Regions from separate parts of the Ctenopharyngodon idella genome. Here region 1 is linked to region 2. Evidence: chromatin contacts called from public Hi-C data. All regions are on one chromosome and are shown on one strand. The core of a region is the stretch at or near the end of the contact, and the rest is flanking DNA. Distances in the headings are between cores, read along the strand shown.

The links. Hi-C and Micro-C count contacts between places; a contact is called where the count stands out from the background.
Region 1: a Hi-C map of muscle shows a contact between it and region 2, with 2.4 times the contacts expected there. The contact joins the promoter of irx3a here to the promoter of irx6a in region 2. A contact is called at or near these places in 2 of 2 Hi-C or Micro-C datasets (both in muscle).

The regions. Positions count from the first base shown.
Region 1 is chr7:10,448,074-10,453,002 of HZGC01, forward strand. It overlaps irx3a (iroquois homeobox 3a), which reads left to right and starts at 2,720. Exons shown (of 4, transcript XM_051900178.1): 1 at 2,720-3,192; 2 at 3,897-4,929. The coding sequence starts at 2,980.
Region 2 is chr7:10,097,062-10,102,236 of HZGC01, forward strand. It overlaps irx6a (iroquois homeobox 6a), which reads right to left and starts at 2,689. Exons shown (of 7, transcript XM_051901646.1): 1 at 1,763-2,689; 2 at 615-878; 3 at 121-230; 4 at 1-16. The coding sequence starts at 1,828.

The DNA.
Region 1 (4,929 bases), core at 1,470-3,969, 350 kb after region 2:
TATATAGAAATTTCGATTTTTTTAGTCCAACCAATCCAGGACTAGTGATTGTGTGATTCTGTATAATGAAGATAAAGCAGCTAAATCACTCTTAGCCGTTTTCCTGTTGTAACCAAAACTTAGATCTTTACAGAACCTGCAATCTGATTTCCTCTAGACTCTGCTGAAAACTAACCAAATAAAATCGTGTGTGCCAGAGCTGTTAAAGAAAATGTGATTTAGGCCAGTCACTCTCGCACACATATTTCTCATTCCTCCCCCTGTAGAATACACCATCCACATCAAAGGTCATTAAGTGTGTTTTCTTTTTAAATCCTTAAATCTGTCACCTCAATTAACAGTTCGGATCAGAAAAGCCCCTTTAAAAGACCATGTGGGTATGTGTTACTTGTTTTCTGTCGCCTTGGCATTATAGAGCTGATTCAGAGGTGTAATTTGAAGAGCCCCTGTTTGAAGTCTTTGATCAGCGCTGTCGCAGGCATCTTGTGTATTGCATAAGGAAACGCTTTTGAGCGCAACGTCTCTGCTTGTTTATTTGGATGCGTGTTGGAGAATGCGAAATGGTGTCATCTGCATAATTGCTAGTAAAGGAGTCACAGAAACCATCCCTCAAGTCACACATCCAAGATTGCCCTATTTATACACGTTGGTATTAGTGCGGTGCTTTGAAATGTTGGCCTGCGTTTAATGGAGTCATTATGTAAAACTAAAAAATAAATAAATAAATAAATAAATAAATAAATAAATACGCAGGTATACATATTAGCATAAGCATATTAATAATACTGATGCAACCGTTTGTAGGTTTTATTGTTATAATTATTATTATTATAAAAAATATTAACTATAATAATACTAATAATAATAATAAAAGCTTAAGCCTTTTATTTAAATTTTTACAAGGGCTTCCAAAGGGGTGGGAGAAGAAGGCAGGAAGAAAACACCATCCTAATGCTTTTATGGCTGTGCCAGTTTCCTGGGTCAGTGTGAAAGTGTTAAGTTAGTGCATGTGTATTTGATTGGGCCAATAAATCAGAGGCAAACCTTGAGGCCCTGACAGGTCCCGGGATGAGACACGTGTCTATCCGAACTCAGAGCGCTGCAGGGCGGACTCCAGCACGCAAACTTATCCTTTCCCCCCGTGCTTCCTAATTCACTAAATACAGCGGTTTGAAAACAGCACGTTTACATCAGAATAATTGCAAATATTTGTAGGTAAATTCGACTTGAAATATGACTCAAAAGAAAACAAGACTGCTTGAAACCTAGAGGGTTAGCTGTGTTTTGCATTGTCCCAGATGGCGCAGTGCTGTGGGGTCAGCCGGGTGGGCTAAAAGCTCTTGTTAGCTCTGCAGGTCCGTGTGCGGTATTGACGGTTATGTAGTTATTACCATCCGCTCATGAATGGCATCAGACTGCTGTTCTAATTAATAACCCCCGTAATCCTGCATTGTTAGAAGTCAAAACAGCAGGCACGTGTTGAAGAGACCATGGAAATCCGGGAGTCCTTAAGCAAAGAGCCAATACAAATGACATTCCAGATATTAGGATGTCATAACAATAACTATCTCTTTAAAAGCAGATGGAAGGTTTAGGAGGAACACTGCGTTCTTGGAAACCACATCATAGTAAATCCAAGCCGAAGTTGATTCACCCTAATCTTTCATTACTGAATTGAGATTTAGTCATATATTCAAATAAACGAAACTCGTTAAAGCACTAATCGGTGCCGTTGTTTGGAAGACGATTAGCAGACATATGATGACACTAGACTAGAAGCGTAATACGATTATGGATGTTTCCTGCATATTTTCATATATTGATTCAAGGAATTTCAATCGTGATCATCGTCCTTTGTTTTAATCCGTATTATTTACAGAAGGGTGCGGATTATATCAGATATTTTCAGTGGATATCTGTCTATCTGTAGAGTAATCCTGTAGGTTAATCGCCCAAAATATGTTTTTTAAGAACAAAAGCTTTTACACATGAATGCAATTGAAACATTTGCGATTATATTTTAATACGTCAAAAAAAGATTGAAGACTGACAGCTTGATATACCTTAGTATAGTAGTAATTTTACATAGTTCAAATTAAAATGCAGCACACTAAATTGTAATTCGCTGAAACCCATAACAGCGCATATAGTCACATTAAGAAATTATGCTATTGTTCAATCTTTTCGTTTCTTGTCAACTTACTCTGCAGGTGACCGGTAAAACGCCAATGTTTTGATGTTTCACACTAAAGGCGTCAGAGGACCTCGATTGGCTTGTTCCGTGTTAGATGAACTAAAAACGCTCTTCACATAACATTTCCTTTAGTAGCCTACTTTGTAAGAGCTAACAAAAAATTCTGGCTGTTTTGTCCGATTTAAACTTTCAAGTTCTTCGTTTCACGTGGAAGAGACGCGAGTAAAATAAAGACACAAAAGATATGCGGAAAGTTAATGACTCAACAAGAATAAAATATTTACCATTTTGTGGATAATAAATTTTTTTGAGAAGTAACACAATAAATTGGAAGGGCTGAAGCGGCGAACAAACAACAAATGAAATGATTGGCGAGCCATAAAATGAGATTTGAAACTCATTCAAATAAGAGATGGCGACGTCAGAGGACTTATCCAGACGGAGAGCAGGAGCGGAGAGAGAGAGAGGGAGAGAGGGAGGGAGAGAGAGGCTGTGTAAGTGGGGGTGAGACTTGAGAAATAGGAGGAGCTTCTGAACGACTAAAAATGTCAATCACAAAAAGGAGTTCCAATAATCTAAAGCAATCTGTAAGGACCTGACCTTAGTCCATTCAGATCAATAGGGAAGTAAGGGAGGAAAGCGCAATCGGATCGTTTACACTGGCTCTTTCGGAGGAAATATAGACTTCCCTGACACTTTGTACTCACTGTAAAGTGGATATCGTGGTGCGCACCAAGAGGGCGACTCGCCGCTTTTTGTGACTTCAGTAGACTTTCTCCACAACAATGTCTTTCCCACAGCTGGGATATCAGTACATCCGACCCATATACCCGCAGGACAGGCAGGGGATAGGCAGTGCCCGAGCCGGGACAGACCTGAGCCCGTCCGGAGCGCTCTCTAATGTTCTCTCCACTATGTACGGATCACCTTTCGCTGCCGCACAAAGCTATGGAGCTTTTCTTCCTTATTCAAATGATCTGTCTATTTTCAACCAGCTGGTGAGTAATCATTTTATTTTCTTGCGCTGTTTGTTCTTTCTCTCTCAAACTCAAATGTAGTAAAGTTTAAAAAAAAAAAAAAAAATGTTACAAAATCCTAGACTTCAGTTTATGTTTCAATAACAATCATTACTGAATGTTAGTTTTGCAAGACGGTGGTGAACTTTGTTGTTTACCCCGTTTGGTAAATACAAAAAAAAAAAAAAAAAGAACTGAAAATGTAATTAATTCATTGATAGCCGTATAAAACAAAAATAAGTGTAGAGTGCGTGCGCTTGTGATTTTAATAGCCTAAATCACAATAAATTAAATAGTAAAAAATCGACAATTGTTCCACGTCTTCAGGATAAAAAACACATATGTGAAGCGTATACAGATACAGAATAAATATAAATATATGTAGCTGCAAAATCTTGTCAGTTTATTTAGAATAATTTATATAAATTAGGCTGTATAAAGTGCAAAGTAGCCTAGCCGATTTAATACAGTCAATTAGGTCTATAGTTTTTTTTTTTTTTTTTTTTAAATCTCCTTGCTTTTGTAGCTAATTGCTCGCATGGACTGAAAATCATTTACGCAGTTAATATATTCAGCAACAATACATCAGGGAACTGCAACTGAGTACAAGAAAACGTAGTATGTGCCAGGCCAAAAATAATGATAGTGAATCACATTAATGCTGTATCCGTGTTCTGTTTTTAAAGGGGGCACAGTACGAACTGAAGGACAGTCCGGGCGTCCAGCATCCTGGATTTGCTCACCATCATCCTGCTTTTTACCCATATGGTCAGTACCAGTTTGGAGACCCTTCCAGACCCAAAAATGCCACCAGGGAGAGCACCAGCACACTCAAGGCCTGGTTAAGCGAGCACAGGAAAAACCCGTACCCTACTAAAGGCGAGAAGATCATGCTGGCCATCATCACTAAAATGACCCTCACTCAAGTGTCCACCTGGTTCGCCAACGCCAGAAGGAGGCTAAAGAAAGAGAACAAGATGACCTGGACCCCACGGAGTCGCACGGACGAAGAAGGAAATGTTTACAACAGCGACCACGAGGGAGAGGATGGCGACAAACGCGAGGACGAGGAGGAAATCGATTTGGAGAATATTGACACGGAGAATATTGAGAATAAGGACGATTTAGACGAGCAGGACGAACTGCATTCTGATTTGAAACTGGACGGCAGGAGCGACTCCGAAATTTCAGACGGCTATGAGGATTTACAAGGACCGGAGCAAAGGTTGTTCAAAGCAATGGTGAAAGACGGCAAAGAGATTCACGGCGACCGCGCAGAGCATTTTCATCATCACAATCACCATCATCATCACCACCACCAAAACAGCTTAGAACAGGCCAACGGCGAGCCGGTCAAACTCAACCAGGCCATCATCAACTCCCCGCCCTCAGAAAACAACCCACCTCCAGCCCCAAAACCTAAGATCTGGTCTTTGGCAGAGACTGCCACAACTCCAGACAATCCACGAAAATCTCCTCTGATGAACGGGACTTCCGCTGCGTCCGCCACTCAGACCATCATAACTCCTCACAGACTCCTTTCGTGTCCCGTAGGGAAACTCCAGAGCTGGACAAATCGGGGTTTCACCGCACACCAGCTCGCCTTGCTGAACTCAAACCATTACTTAGGACTCAGTAACCAGGCTTCGGCGAATGGCCTTGCGTTGTACAGCAGACAAGCAGAGGACAGGAGTCAAAACTCCGAGTCCACAGTCACAG
Region 2 (5,175 bases), core at 1,439-3,938:
ATCAACCGTCCCATACCTGGATCAAGTTAAAAAGCAGCATGTTTAGAATTTTTAACACCATTTGTATTTTCAGCATGTTTAAATTTGTCATATTAGAGGTGGGACAGATGCAAATCTCACCTGTCGTACTGGTACTGGCCAAGTGAGTGGTCATATGGATAGTAGGCGGCAGGTTGGGTTATAGTACCATGAAGACTGCCTGACCCCTCTTTGATTTCATATTGTGGGTTCTAGAGATTAAAAAGAAAAAAAACTTTAATATGTGATATTACTGGTACTGTACTTAGCAAAAGACATTTATTATTTAGAATGGAAACAGCACTTTTACATTCTTACTGTCTCTAAATTATATAACTTGCATGATAAACTATAAAAACTTTTCTTTTTAGTGTTTCCCCTTTAAACTATAGGCCCTATTACATCAAGCACATGACATGCAGTGTCGCTTCATTCATTTGTTTATTTCTTCTGATTATTCAAAGTTATTTCACCAGACAGCTTGACAGCTTGATCCCCTTACCAAGCCAAAATAATCAATAACAAGCCGTGACTTGAATGAGTCAATCGATTGAACGGAGGACCCGCGCTATATCTGATGAGAGTGCTACACGTACCAGGCTGGAGTAGATGGCAGAGGGGTCGGCGCTGTACGGAAAGTAGTTGGCGTAGTTCTGCCCTGCTGCCGCCGCCGCTGCTGCGTAGGGAGAGCCGTACATCCCGAGCGCGGCGTTGAGCTCGGTCCGCGTGCTCGCCAGCAGCCGGTTCTCATAGGAGGGACAGCAGAAGGAGGCTGCGGTCTGAGACGCGCTCGATCCTTCCGTCACCGACCTGGAAATCGAATCGCAGCAAGTCGTACTGGGGTTTGCCGACACGAAGAACTGCATGAAGAAAATTGTGGATAGACATGTCATTTTATATTTGCGTTACAAATCATGCGCACAGTTTCCTTAGTAAAACAAAAGTAAGGTAAGATTACGTTAAGAAGCTTTGTGTAGAACTGCACTCTTCCTTTTGAAACAGTTTTCAATTTTATTCTCGTTCATGCGTTTTATTCATAAAGATAAGAAGTGTACTTTCATTTGATTTAAGACTTTATTGTGATTTTTTTTTTTTTTGACATATCCATATAAACATACCTTTAAAAAACAAAAAAAGGGCGAACCTTATTTTTTGCCAGCTGATTTACTTGTTCAGTGTAAAAAAAATAAAATAAAAATAAAAAAAATCAACAACATTAGTGTTTTGTTAAAGCTGAAAGTAAAACTTTCTGTTAAGTTTTGCTTCAGGGAAGGAAAGTTAGGCTATCCACCAGCAAGCCCGGATTCTTTTGCCAATATAGCCGTCTTTTTACATTAAAATAAAACTATAATTGGTTGTAAGTCATGATGTCGAAATTATCCATCAGTTATCTGTAAATGTCTAATTAGTTTAGACACACAGACTTGCAAAGGCAACCGGCAAAGGGAGGAGTCTCGCTTTCACTCTAAACAATTACACCGTAAAGGTAATTTACACGTTTACAACAACACGTGAGGTCATTTATAATTCAAATAACCTATTACTATAAATATTGACAAACCCCACGATATCGCCTAACTTTAGTTTAGGACTTAGTGACAGAACAATCTTCTGCTGCTGCTGCTGCTGCTGCCTAATGTTAGTTACCGAGTACAGAGACTGTGACAGAATGTGGAAAAAACAGCCTATGCATGCGCGCTCATTAAGTGTCTACATGAGAAAAATATCTTATTTTCATGCTTACCTGAGAAGTTGCATTGTAAGGATATCCAAACTGAGAGAAAGACATAGCTGCTTCTTTTGTTACCATAAGCAATATTCTTCTCCTGCTGATCGATTGAAACCAAATCTACTTCAAATCCACCGTCTTACACACATTTCCACACTCGGCCTTTCGCTCAATAATAGATGACTGCACTTAACTGGGAAGCACTGAGGATGTTTACGCCAGCCCTAGTTTTATATGTATAAGATAATCCCCTTAAGGAAATGAGAAATTAGAGTTAAGCTTCATCAAGTACAAAAATATTGTTGTTAAACAGCTGTAGAAAGCTTAAAGGATAACGTAAGACTTGCAAGATATGAACTTGTGGTTGTGCTATTATTTGTGCCTCTATAGTTCTTTAGAATTCATCCATGCACGGGTATCAGTGTGACGTCATTCTAATCCCGGGACGGCGAGGATAGAATGATGTCTTTGCCAATCACGTCATGCTTCGCGCTTTTCTTGAGGTGTGTTTTGCACACCCCTGTCCCCTCTGTTTTTTTTTTTTTTTTTTCCTTTTCTTTTTAAACAGTGGTGTATTTTAAGAATTTGAGAGCAAAAAGTATCACTGGGCTTGCTAAAAGCAATAGAATTAATATAAACTTTTTTTTTTTTTTGATAATGAATTTTTGTCAAATTAATTGTAAGACGCAATCAACCAAGATTATTTTGGATATTCATATACAAATTAGGTTGTAATGTCAAATAACGCTTTATTACCTGTTAGATATCCGTGCTCTCCTTAATTCCGTCCATATCAATATTTTAGTCATGCAAAATATTTTCAGGTTTATTAAGTTAATATATCACAATATATCAGATTTAATCATAACTATAATTTATTTTTTATCTATATAAATAATAATATATTTGTCTTTTATCTGTTTTATCTATAAAATTATGTTTTCGGTTCCTCTCTTATTATTATTACATTTCAGACACTACCCTGATGATGAGCAAATGAACTGAAGGAGGGATCTGCAGGACCCTTGCTCGCATCTGTCTGACCGATCAGAGGTCCGACCTGATGTTAATTACGATGATGTTTCCATCTCTCTCTATTAGAGAGAGGGCCAGTCCCGGCAGACGTGAAGAGAACCTCTGGCAGGTCAACAGAAAACTGATTGATGCGTATCTCGGGACCTACGCGACCATTACGAGAAATGCGTAATTGCATCAATTAACAAATGGATATGGCCTTGTTTAACCAGCGAGTTACACCGTGAAAATATGCCTTTGAGGTGAAATTAGACGATCAGAATGGAACCGAGAGAGAGAGAGAGAGAGAGAGAGAGAGAGAAATTAGCTGAATCTCTCAAGTCTAATTATACGGCAGTAGTGGGAGGCGACGGGAACAGCATTCTAATTGAAGGATGCGTACTTAAAAGGGATGGTAGAAATAACGCTCCCTCACGCAGAATAAGTATATGGATAAAGCTTAATACATGCAGTTTTATTAAATGTTTTAGACAATATAATTAGAAGACCCCTTCCCCCTCTCCCTCTCTCCCCCACACACGCACGATTGTTTTTCTATCACGGTGGGAACATGATTTAGGCCTATATTGTTTTTATTCTGAGCTAATGGTAGTGTATAGCCACCCCTATCCTTAAACTTAACCATCATATAAACGTGTTTTGTAATTTTTTTTTTTTTTTTTTTTGCATCTTAGATTACCATTAAGATATTTAGCCTGTTTATTAACCAGAAAATTTGGTTTATTAATAAGAAAATTTGATTTCAACCCTTTGGTTACATGTGGTCTTGATAAAGGCAAAACACCCCCGTCCTTATCCTACGACTTAAATTAGTATCATCACACTGTGAAATATTAATTTAATTAACTGTGGGATATCTGAAATAAAAGAACTGAGTAGTAGCCTACTCCTGTTTGATTTCCATTCCTCACGCGCAGCAGAACAGCGCACGCGGTCGCTTCCAAGCGCTTGGAAATCCGCGACAGTCTCCTCTACTCCCAGTTTTGATCATTTTCATATAGATAACATGAGATACATAGTTCAATGACCCTGCATTAAAAAGGACGAGAACCTTGTCCACGATGATCTTTTTGCGATTACATGCTCACTCTTCGAGAGGCGCCAGAGAGCTGCGAGTAAGTGAACGGTCGTGGTGATGGAGCTGGGTATGCTGTAATGACGGGAGCCTGCAGGCCCATCAAGAGCCACGTTCAGTTCAACTCACCGCAGTCTCAACATATTCTGTGTCGAGCATTTGGAAAACAGAGAAGTATATACAAGCCACATTTTAGCAGATTTGATTTATTCTCATGAAGAAGATAAACAGTCAATTAAAGGGACTGTTAAAAAATAAAACTTCTGTCGTCATCTACTCTCTCATGTCATTTCCAGACCGACTTTCTTCTGCAGAACACACAAAAAAAGATATTTTGAAGAATGTTAGTATAGCCAAACAGTTTTGGTGACCATTGGCTTTCATTGAATGGACAAAAACACTTCTCAAACATTTCTCAAAATATCTTCTTTTATGTTCCACAGAAGACAGAGGAGTTTGGAATGACATAAGGGTGAGAAATTGAACTACCTTTATTTCTGTAGAATACTTTGTATCTGCTTCGTGGTAACAGACGTGTTACTTAATAGGAACTGACAGACGGATGAGATTCTACTGTGAAATGGGGTGTGTGTGTGTGTGTATACATATGTGTAGGGGAGACTGAGGTTGTCTCAGTTTTCTTTAATCCAGGGTTATTATTGGATGTGTGTGTGTGTATATGTATGTATGTATATATACCTTTAAACAACATATTGTAGTGTTTTTTTGGCAAATAGTAAAAAATAAAAAAAAAAGTTTACAAAACAGCAAAATATATAGGGTAATGCTTAGAAATGTCCAAACCAATTTGGCCTATAAATATTATATTTAAATTGATGTATAACATTTAAAACACACAAACTTGACCCAATAAAATTGTGACATGACTGACATTTATGAAGAATACCCTTGTCATTAGAATACAGTTTAACGTTTTGTTAATAACTATACCTTCATTATATAGTTTTTTAAAAAAAAAAATGTAATCTAGTAGTTTTTGTTGTATTCACAGTGGAAAAACACGGGATGTTAAAATTTTAATAGACTTAAAACATATTCTGATTGAAGTTTTCTTGAAGTTTGTAACAAATACAAAACTGTTAGAGAAAACATGTAATTGGGCTTTTGACACAAAACCCTATAGATATAGCCCATGTGCTAACTAGCCAGGGTCTCTCCTATAAGGTTTTACAATTCGTTTGTTAGTAATCAAAGAGGAAAATAAACAAGTGTGATTATTGAGGATTTTCAAAAAGCAGTAGGCACACTCTAATTTAAATTATCCCCACTGTTCCCCTTGTGTTATAGCCTAGATCAG